Regions from separate parts of the Capra hircus genome. Here region 1 is linked to region 2. A link is a contact called in public Hi-C data. All regions are on one chromosome and are shown on one strand. The core of a region is the stretch at or near the end of the contact, and the rest is flanking DNA. Distances in the headings are between cores, read along the strand shown.

Evidence for each region. A called contact is a pair of places that touch in the nucleus more often than the background predicts.
Region 1: a Hi-C map of blood shows a contact between it and region 2, with 1.7 times the contacts expected there. The contact joins the promoter of KLF13 here to the enhancer-like site in region 2. A contact is called at or near these places in 3 of 5 Hi-C or Micro-C datasets (all in blood).

The regions. Positions count from the first base shown.
Region 1 is chr21:27,254,107-27,259,113 of ARS1.2, forward strand. It overlaps KLF13 (Krueppel-like factor 13), which reads left to right and starts at 2,261. Exons shown (of 2, transcript XM_018066229.1): 1 at 2,261-3,331. The coding sequence starts at 2,743.
Region 2 is chr21:27,204,969-27,210,062 of ARS1.2, forward strand. No RefSeq gene overlaps it. Among named protein-coding and RNA genes, the nearest start is that of KLF13, 49 kb to the right of the region's middle. Within about 2 kb of position 1,758, at least 1 of the 5 cell types and tissues checked has an H3K27ac peak or open chromatin away from gene starts, as enhancers often do.

The DNA.
Region 1 (5,007 bases), core at 1,011-3,510, 50 kb after region 2:
ATTTTCCCCTGAGGAAGAGAATGTATGTATCTGAAAGACACTCCCATGTGGGGCTGGGATGAGGGTTACTGGGCCCCAGGACCTCCTTCTATGAACAACCGTTAAAGGCCGGAGAAGCAGGCCTAGGGTGTGAGTTTTGCCCCCCAGGATGCTCTGAGAGTGCAGCCAAAACACTCAGGGAGGCTGCATCCATGCAGAGACCTGGGACTGTTCTGGGCTGTGGATGGGGGTGGGGGGTGTGAGCCTGCGGAGGACCCTTGACCCAGGCCTATGTCTCTCACCCAGAACAGAGGATGGTCACTTGTAGCCCAACGCCTAGAAGGGCGCCTACTCCTAAGAGGCCTGCCAGGGTGTGCCCAGGCTGGAATGTGTCAAGGGCGGGGGGGGGGGGGGGGGTCATGGAGCTAGTGGTACCTTGGAGATTGAGTAGAATCCTGCTTGCTGGAGAGAGTGGGGAGTGGGGGGTGGATGGCTGGTAAGTCAGCACAGGGCCAGCTCCATTCTTAATGAAGTGACTGACTGTGACATGTGGTGAGACTGCAGGAACAGTCTGAATCATTGTTTGGTCAGAACACAAATCTCTTAAATGTCATCAACACAAGTTGCCTGGGAAAAGAGAGATTACTTCCTGCCAGTAGGAGACCCTCTTAGAGGAGGAGTCTGACCCAGTGGCCCAATACAGAGCCCCACCACTGCAGAGCACACTGTGTGGTCTTCGCAGGGGGCGCCCACCAGTGAGCTGGAACTTTAGGGTTTTAGTCACAGATTCCCAGGGAGCCCAGACGTCCACACCAGTTTACAGGTCACCACAACATGCAACCCAAAACGCGTTTGTCCTTGGTGACCTGGAAAGTTTTTTCTACCCAGGCCCCAAGATAATTTGGTGTGAAATGGCTGCTCTTAATTTTGTGCGCAGAACGACTCTGTCCCACCCACCCCTCTTCTCTGGTCCGAGGGATCCAGTGCCTGGGCTGCCCTCCTTCCACTCTCCCCGCGCGGGCAGCTAACACGTTTGAATGTCCATTAAGGGCTGCAGACCCCGGCCGGTCTCTCCGGCCAGGGCCTTGCTGCGCTCGGCTTCAGCCTCTAACCTCTAGGCTGATGGCCTAGGCCTGGAGGAGGGCGGTGGGGTGGTCTCGGAGACAGCAAGGGTGAGGGCGCCGGCGAGAGCCAAGGGCAAGTGGGCGGGGCAGGGCAGGGAGCATTTCCTCTGCGGGGCCAGGCAGCGGGTGGGCGGGGCGCTGTGGGCGGGGCCCGCGCAGTCGGTGGCGTCGGAAGCCTCCCCGGCGGCGAGGGAGAGGGGCAGCCGGGAGAAGTTGGCAGCGGGCCTGGGGAGGGGAGGCAGAGGAAGGGGCCCCGCGTTCCATGAGCAGCGGCGCCAGCGCCCCGGCACGTAGTTCACTCCTGCGAGCATGGGACGCGATGGGCACGTCACCCACGCTGCCAGGCTAACCACCAGCCTGGTGCCAGTCCGCCTCCGGTTGACCCAGGCTCAAGGGCGGTGCGGCCGGTCCCAGTTCCCGGCTGCCCGGGACGATCGGGAGCTCCAGGTCCCTCCCGTCAGTGCATCCCCTGCCCCACCCGAGACCCCGCTCCCTGCTGGGCCGCGCCGAACACCGGGCTCGGCAGGGGAGGAGCCTGCAGCGGGCGAGCGGCCCGAATCTCGGGGCGCGGCCGCCCAGGAACCCAGCTTCGGCGGGGTGCGGCGGGGTTGTTCCGAGCTGGCCAGAGCGGACACGCCTCCTCGCTGGGCACCTCGCTCGTGAGGGGAAAGGGAGAAGCGGAGGCGAGCCCCGCAGGGCGCGCCCACCCGGCGCACGGCAGAGGCGGGGCGGGAGGGACAAAGGGGCGCCCTCCTGAGCGCTCGCCTCCGCGCCGGGGTTCAAGGCTGTCACCGTACAAAAGCTCCAGCAGGAAAATTCCCCGCGGGGTCCCAGCAGCTGAGGGGTGGGGGAGCGACCCGCGCGGCCACGCCCCAGCCTGCCGCCCTCGGACGTGGTGCGTCAGCGTGCCCGGCTCACGGCTCTAATTTCCGCCCCTCCTCCCGCCGCCAAGGGGGCACGCCCATTGGCACGCGCAGGCCCCTAGGCCGAGTGGGAGTCTCTCACTGTGAGGATTGGCCGGGCCGCGTACCCGCGAACCAATGGCGCCAGTCCTTGTCCTCGACCACGCCCCTTCCCCAGAGGCGGGCGCGCGACCGCTCCATCCCGCCGGTGCGCGCTCCAGGATCCCCGCCCCCTCCGCGTGCGCGGCTCCCCGCGGCCGCCGCCGCCGCCTGTAACCTGCGCCGCCAGGATGTGGCTGGGGGCTGACGTCGGGTCCAGATGTGGCCCCGGCCCCGCCCACCCCCGGAGCCGGGCCGCCCACACCGAGCCGCGGCGCGCACGGCTGCTGTCCCGCCTGCCACAATGCGCGGCGAGGCTGCGGCCGCGACTTGGCGCGGTCGTCCCTAACGTCGCCGCTCTGCATCCTTAGGACAGGCCGCCCCTGACGTCGCGTGGGGATCCCACTCGCCCGCGCCCCCCATGCGTTCACTCTTCGGAGCCCAGCCGGGCGGGCGCCTAGTAGACGCGGAGCCGCGCGGGTGACGGCAGAGGCGGCTGCGCGCCCAGCCCAGCCCGCGGAGAGGGCGCGCCTCGCCCCCGCCCCCCGCCCGCTCTCCGGAGGCCGTGGGTGCGGATGCGCCGCTGACGACTCGCAGCAACCAGCAGTGCCGCCCGTCCGCCGGCTGGATCCCGCAGCATGGCAGCAGCCGCCTATGTGGACCACTTCGCCGCCGAGTGCCTCGTGTCCATGTCGAACCGCGCGGTCGTGCACGGGCCGCGGGAGGGGCCGGAGCCCGGACCCGAGGGCGCGGCCACTGTCGCCGCCACGCTGCCCCGCGTCGAAGAACGCCGCGACGGCAAGGACAGTGCCTCGCTCTTCGTAGTGGCGCGGATCCTAGCGGACCTTAACCAGCAAGCGCCGGCGCCCGCCCCGGCGGAACGCAGAGAAGGCGCCGCGGCCCGGAAGGCGAGGACCCCCTGCCGCCTACCACCGGCGCCGCCACCCGCCCCCGAGCCCGCCTTCCCCGGCGCCAGTGGCGCGGCGGCCGCGCCCCTCAGCCCGGCGTGGAGCGAGCCCGAGCCCGAACCCGAGGCGGGGCTGGAGCCCGAGCGAGAGCCGGGGCCCGCAGGGAGCGGCGAGCCCGGCCTCAGACAAAGGGGCCGGCGGGGCCGAAGTCGCACCGACCTCGAGTCCCCGCAGAGAAAGCACAAGTGCCACTACGCGGGCTGCGAGAAAGTTTACGGGAAATCCTCGCACCTCAAGGCGCACCTGAGAACTCACACAGGTCAGTGGGGCGGCCCGGGAGCCCCGAGCAAGCGATCCGGGGCCAGTGCTAGTCGCCCAGCCACGCCCCCGGAGCCACCAGCTGGGTGCAAGGGCGATCGGGCCGGGAACGGTCGGGGCCTCGCCCCTTTCCCCGTGGCTCTGGGCTACGGGCGACCCTGCGCGCCGCGCGAAGCGGGTCCGTGCGCTGGGAGCCGGCACCCGCCCGGCGACCGCGCCCCCGCCGGGCACGCCCCCTCCTCCGGCGCGCTCGGGCGGGGCCGCGGGGGCGAGTGTCGTCATCGGGTCCGGGGGCGGGGACCCCGCCCTGGCCCGGGGGCGCGCGGGCAGGTGCGGGCGAGCTGGATGGGGGTCGCAAGTGGCACCCGGGGAGATTGGCGGCCCGGACGCCCGGGAGCCGCGGGGAGCGGGTGTCCTCTCCTGGCCCCTCCCCCGTCGGTCGGGCGCGCGCTCAGCAGGGGCGGGCCTGGCCCGGGCGCGCGGCGGGCGAAGTTCACGCGGGGACAGGGCTTTCTCCAGCCTCTCGGCACATTCTTCGCTCTTCTCTTCCTGTAATTTTTCCAGCGCTCTAAGGTTTAATTTGTCGAAACCCGAGCCAGAGGCTGCCGACGCGGGGGGCGGTCCCGGGTCCTCGTCCGGGGCTCTTTGTGGGAGCACCGCCCATCCGGCCGGCGGGGGCGCGCCAGACCCGAGGGGCTCCTTGGGGCCGGGGCGCTGTCTCCCGAAAGGAGCGCACTGCCTTCTGGCCGCGGATCTGCGTCGCCTTCCTCCCGGCCTCGCTCTCACCTGCCGGGGCCGGATGCGGGCGGGCAGCACCTGCACAGGGGCGGGTGGCAGGAGCTGACATTCTAGGAGCCCCAGACCGCCGCCCGCCCCCCACCCCAGGGCAACATTTTCCTCTCGCGGGCCCAGGACTTTGTCGTAGATTGCTCTGTGGTTGTTTTTTGTCTTTTAACACAAAAGTGGAAACAACCTTTCAATGGATGGCATGCTTTCTCTCCTAGTTTGGTTTAAAGAATTGTGTATTTCCTCTGAGCCCACGCGAACTCTTCTGGACACAAGTCTTCCACTTTGGGGACCGGTTCAAAACTCTCATACCGTTAACCTTGTTTCAAAAGTTGAGGCGTCTCATTTGTCAAACAGTTCACAAGCTGATTAAATGACTGATTTAAAAGCCGCAGTTTTCAAGAATCTAGAGCTGAAAAGCTTTTTCTCCGGATAAATTTGCAAATGAACCGCCCCACGGGCTGCAGGTGTCAGGAACCGCGTATCTCACGAACAGCACCTCCCACGCCGGCCCCGCATTTCTGGTCCCGCGCTATGACCGCTCAAACAGCTTGGTGGGGTCGCGGGTGAAGGCGGGGCCATTTCTAGGCTGAGTCAGAATTCGGGCTGTGTGGACTCGGAGGTGGGGACGTTGTTGCAAGAGTGGGTGTGGTCGTGGGGGAGGGGCCACGCTGGATTCTGAGCGAGGTGGACCCGGTTACCTGGTAGCCCGGCCGCGTTTGGTTTGTGGCTGGAGTTGAGCACTCGGTTGAGAGCCAGGCCAGTACCGAACAGCGGAGTGTATTGGAAAAGCTTTCTGAATCCTGTGTTACTGTGGCTTCCCAACCCGGTAAAGAGTCTGCCTGCAGTGCGGGAGACCCGGGTTCGATCCCTGGATCGGGAAGATCCCCT
Region 2 (5,094 bases), core at 508-3,007:
CAACCTCTTCTCCCAGCCTTGGCCCAGAGCCCTTCCCCGCCTTTTGTCCCCCAGGGTCCTGCACACAGACCTTCTAAATACCTTTCTGTGTACAAGTCCACCAGGGCTGCCATAACAAAGTGCCACAGGCTGGGTGGATTCACCAACAGAAATTTATTTTCTCACAATTTTGGAGGCCAGAAGTTAAGGTTAAAGTGTCAGAAGGGTTGGTTTCCTTGGCTTCTCAGAGATGGCCTGTCATCTCCCTGCATCTTCACATGGTCATCCCACTGCATGTGTCTGTGTCCTAATCTCTCCTCCTCATAAGGACACTAGTCAGAGTGGATAAGGCCCACTGCAGTGACCTCATTTAACCTTAATTTCTGCTGATGGCTCGGTGGTTAAGGATCTGCCTTGCAATGCAGGAGATGCAGGAGACTCAAGTTCAATCCCCTGGGTCAGAAAGATCCCCTGGAGGAGGAAATGGCAACCGACTCCAGTATTCTTGCCTAGGAAATCCCATGGATGGAGAAGCCTGGTGGGCTACAAACTATAGGACTGCAGTCAGACACGTCTGAGTTACTGAGCACACAGGTCCTGTTAAAAGTCCCCATTCTCAAACACAATCATGTCCTGAGGTCCTGGGGGTTGGGACTTCAACTTCAACAGATGAATTGGGAGGGCACATAGTTCGGCCCAGCACAACTCATTTGGCCTGTAACAGGCCTGGGTACCAGGCAAGCTCAGAGGAAGTAGGCACAGCTGGAGTGGCAGAGGGGCAAGGGTCCTCTGGGAAGAGGAGAGACTAGGCACTAGGGTCTTAGTTCATCTTGGGGTGGTGGGAAGGGATGAGCTCAGTGTAAGGGCATGTCCCATGCAGAACCGACTCACCTGTGAAGATAGTAGGTAGGCCCTCGACAAGCAGCACAGACATGGCATCCGGAGCCCAGCCTCTCTGCCTAGGTGTGCGGCATTTTTGCACAGCAAAAGGGCTCTTGTAGGATTCCCAGGAGCTAGAGACATGGTTGGAATTGGCTAAACTGGAGGACTTGCTCAACTGTGAGAACCTGGAGACCATGGATGAGACCCAGGGCTTGGATCTCCCACTGACCACCCACAATTCATGCTGCTCTGGACGGGGTGCTGCAGAAACTGAGGGCATTAGAGTCTTTTTTGTTAAGTTGCTAAATTGTGTCCAACTCATTTGAGACCCCCGTGGACTATAGCCCTGTCCATGGGATTTCCCAGGTAAGTATACTAGAGTGGGTTGCCATGCCCTCCTTCTAGGGTATCTTCCCAACCCAGAGATCAAGCCCATATCTCCTGCATTGGTAGGTGGATTCCTTACCACTGAGCCACCAGGGAAACCTGTTAGAGTCTTGGGCATCTGGTTTAAATGTCCTGCTCAGCAGTCTACCAGCTGTGTGACCCTGAGGACTTGACCAGCTCCAGGCTCTGGCCTCTTGGTTCATAAAGATGCTGATTATTATAGGGATTCTTTGGTTAATGTAAGTGAGCTGACACATACCAGAAGCACTGGTCCCATTTGCCTTCTTTTCCTTTTGCTTCTCTGTAAGTTATTTCCTCGGTCAAACTGCTGGAACGTAAGAAGACCTGCATGGGCTAGAGATGGTGGGAAACCAGGAGGACTGTGGTCTGTGCAGCTGGTCCAGGGAGGGACGAGCTCCGGGCCCCCAACCTGCATGGGTCCAGGCAGAAGGAGGCTTCTGGCAGGGACAGGATTGGAGGTGCTGTGAGCTATCATGGTGGGCATGCCCTTGACCCCAGTCATCACCAGCCCCTTCATGTGCCTCCCGCAGCTGCCATTTCCAAGCCCCTGCTCCTGATGCTTAAGATCCTTGCAGACCCCAGGGAGGCTGGGGTGCCTCCTGGGACCCAGGAGACATGTGTTGTTGAGAAAGAGGTGGTGGCAGCTGGGGCAGGAGGGAGGAAAAGCTCTCATGGGAACAGGAAGAACTGTTTATTTCTCAAACGGGCTCTGAAGGTTTATTCAGGATTCATGGAGGGAAGGAGGTGAGCATGGTGGACCCTGAACTCCCAGAGGCCATCTGCCTGCTGTTTCCAAGCATGCCCCTGGCATATTTAGAGTTTCAGGTTAGGATTTTGTTTCAAGGATGAAAATAGTTCTGCTGTGAAGACAGTAACATCCCCTACTGTACAGCACAGGGAACTATGCTCAATGTTATGTGGCAGCCTGCATGGGAGGGAAGTTGCAGGGAGAATGAATACATGTATATGTATGGCTGAGCCCCTTTTCTGTCCACCTGAAACTATCACAGCATTGTTAATTGGTTATACCCCAATACAAAATAAAAAGTTAGAACAAAAAAATATATATATATAGTAATGTCCCCAGGGTGCCTTTGTCCCCGTACCAGCCATACTGATTGGCCTGGGGACAGGTGCTGGACCCAAGCCAGGACCACCAAAGCCCCCTCCTTGGGAGGACAGAGCCGGCCTTGGGGGATCACAGCAAGATTTGCAGAAATGTAGACATGAAGGTGGTCATTTTTCATGGTGGGATGTGGGCAGCCCACACCATTGCAAAGAGATCCCAGAAGGAGTGAAGGGACCCTGTACTACACAATGCTCCAGGCCCGAGTCCAGAGCCCACCACACCCTGTCCTCGGGCTCTTAAAAACTCCAGCGCTGCTTTCCTGTTCTGAATTCCTTTTTTTGTGTGTGTAAAGCCAGATAGAATTTATTGTTTGCAAAAGACCCAAATCAAGCAGACTTTTTTGCAGAATTTCTCTTGCTCTGGAAAACCTGGCCTAAGCACAAAGACCCCTGGGCTGTAGAAATGTTTACCCTGAAGCACGTTCTAGAGTGTTGGCTACATTCCTCACCCAGCAAGCGTGAAAGCCTGGGACTGCATTCCTACCTCTCTCTAAGCTGACTGTCCTTCCTGGATCTCTTCATGCAACTCCACACTGACTCCACCACTCAGAAGGGTCATGTGAATCCCCCTAGTAGGCAATCCCACCTTCAGCTCCTTGCTTCCATGTGCTGGCTATTGTAGTGAACATAGGGGTGCATGTTTCTGAGAGAGTCCATTTGTACATAATGCTCAGACTCCTGCCCTGCGCCCTCTGAGCTGCAGCCCTGCCTGCCCCACCCTCTGTACTCTCCCCCATTCCCTCCCAAGGCCATGGAAGCCGTGGCCCCTAGAACCTCCCTGTGCCCTCAGCCCCCAGCTGATGGGTGGCACACTGGGGATCCAGGGAACCATTGCATCCTAGCAGCATCAGGCTCCTGTTCCTCTTGGCACCTCCGCAGGGTGAGCACTGTCCTGGCACTGAGCCGGGGTTCCCTAAATGCTAACTGAACTGAAACCTCACTGTGGTTGCTGGTTCCAAGTCCCTGTCATGGGCAGGGGCGGAGGGTGCCCAGGCTCCCTTGATGCTGGCCCAGGCAGAGTCCTCCCAGAGGGGTCCATCTGGGCAGCCCTCTCTGGGCCCACACCCATGGCTGCCTTAGGAACCATGCATGCGCCTGAAGCTTAAATTCTGTTGTGGGCTTAGGATCACAGGAAGAACCCTGAGCAGGAGTACCCAGAACACGGCTTTGAGAAGGAAGGTGGGCGTGGCTGTGAGGTCCAGAGCTTGAGGCCACCTAGGGAGGGGGTGCCGAGACTTCAGGAAGCCCCTCTCACTGTCCCCAGCCTCCAGCAGGGGCACCCCACCCTGGATGGAGCACTTGGTGGGGCCTCTGAGTGCTGCAGTGCAGCGGGGAGAAGCCTCTGGGTGACCCTGGGTGACCCTGGGGGAGGGGAACCCGTTCAGGAAGTGCCCTGCACTTTGATGTGCTGTGCTTACTCTCTCAGTCATGTCCGACTCTTTGCGACCCATGCACTGTAGCCCGCCAGGCTCCTCTGTCCGTGGGATTCTCCAGGCAGAAATAAATACTGGAGAGGATTGCCACGCCCTTCTCCAGGGGATCTTCCCTACCCAGAAATGAAACCTAGGTCTTCCACATTGCAGGTGGATTCTTTACCCCCTGAGCTCTGAGGGAAGCCCAGCCTGTGCTGTACCAATCCTGAAAACTCCAGCCCCGCTGACTGCTACAGACCCACCAGAAGCCCCGATCCTGTCTATTCTCTCCCTTACTTTGTAGACTCTGGGCCAGAGGGGTTGACAGGGAGTGGGTGGCAAAGGGGCTGTCAGAGGCCCGCATAGTCTCAGAGAAGACCCTGCTCAGATCACAGCCGGTGGGCTGTTCACACCCTCAGGAGGGAAATGCATTCTTGAGGGCTTGGGAGCAGGGAAGCAGAGTTAGAGGACCCAGGCCCCCTACTCTGCACTCCTGGGGCTCTGAGTAGTCAGCACAGCATCACCTGCAAGGACAGATGACCTGGCCGAGGCTAAGGGATGTTGTTTACCTCGTAAAAGGAGGCAGAGGCAGGCACCATGGCAGTGGTCCAGGCTTCCAGTTTCTGAGCATCCCCAGGCCTTCCTCGCCCACTAGTGAGGGCTCCAGAAGAGGCCCCCAGTTGAGGAGTAATGGAGGGGTCAGGACTGGTCAGCTGCAAGGTTCTGGTTCTATCAGGAGAGCAAAAGACCGCGGAGTCTGGGCTTAGGGTCCCAGGGCCACCCACTATAGGGGAGGCTGGGAAATTGGAACCACTCTGAGCCTGGCTACCCCCAAACAATGCCTGGCCAAGGGCCAGGATGCTGGGGGCACAGCCAGGCAAGGAGGGGTCTGGTCATGGAGCTGGAGGACCTACAGAGAGCTAGGGACCTGCGGTGGCAGATAGGAAGGACTAGGGCAGCCTCAGGGAGCCTGTTTGAAGGCTGGGTCAAGGTCAGGAGATGCCTCTCGGGCTAAGGGGCACACTCTCCTGGTGTGGGGGCCCTGAGGGCCAGCAGGGGTGCAGGAGTCCAGGGCCACCCTCAGACGATGCCAGGATGCTCATCACCCCTGGGCAACGGTCCCTCTTCACAGCTTCCCATCGCCCTGCAGTGACCTCCTCAGTCTCAGAAATGAGTCTACAGGTTGGGGGAGCATCTGGCACCTGGAGGGCCTCCCTGAGGACCCTCAAGGAGGGGGTGGATTGAAGGATGAAAAGAGGAATGGGGCGGGGCTGACTTCCAGAAA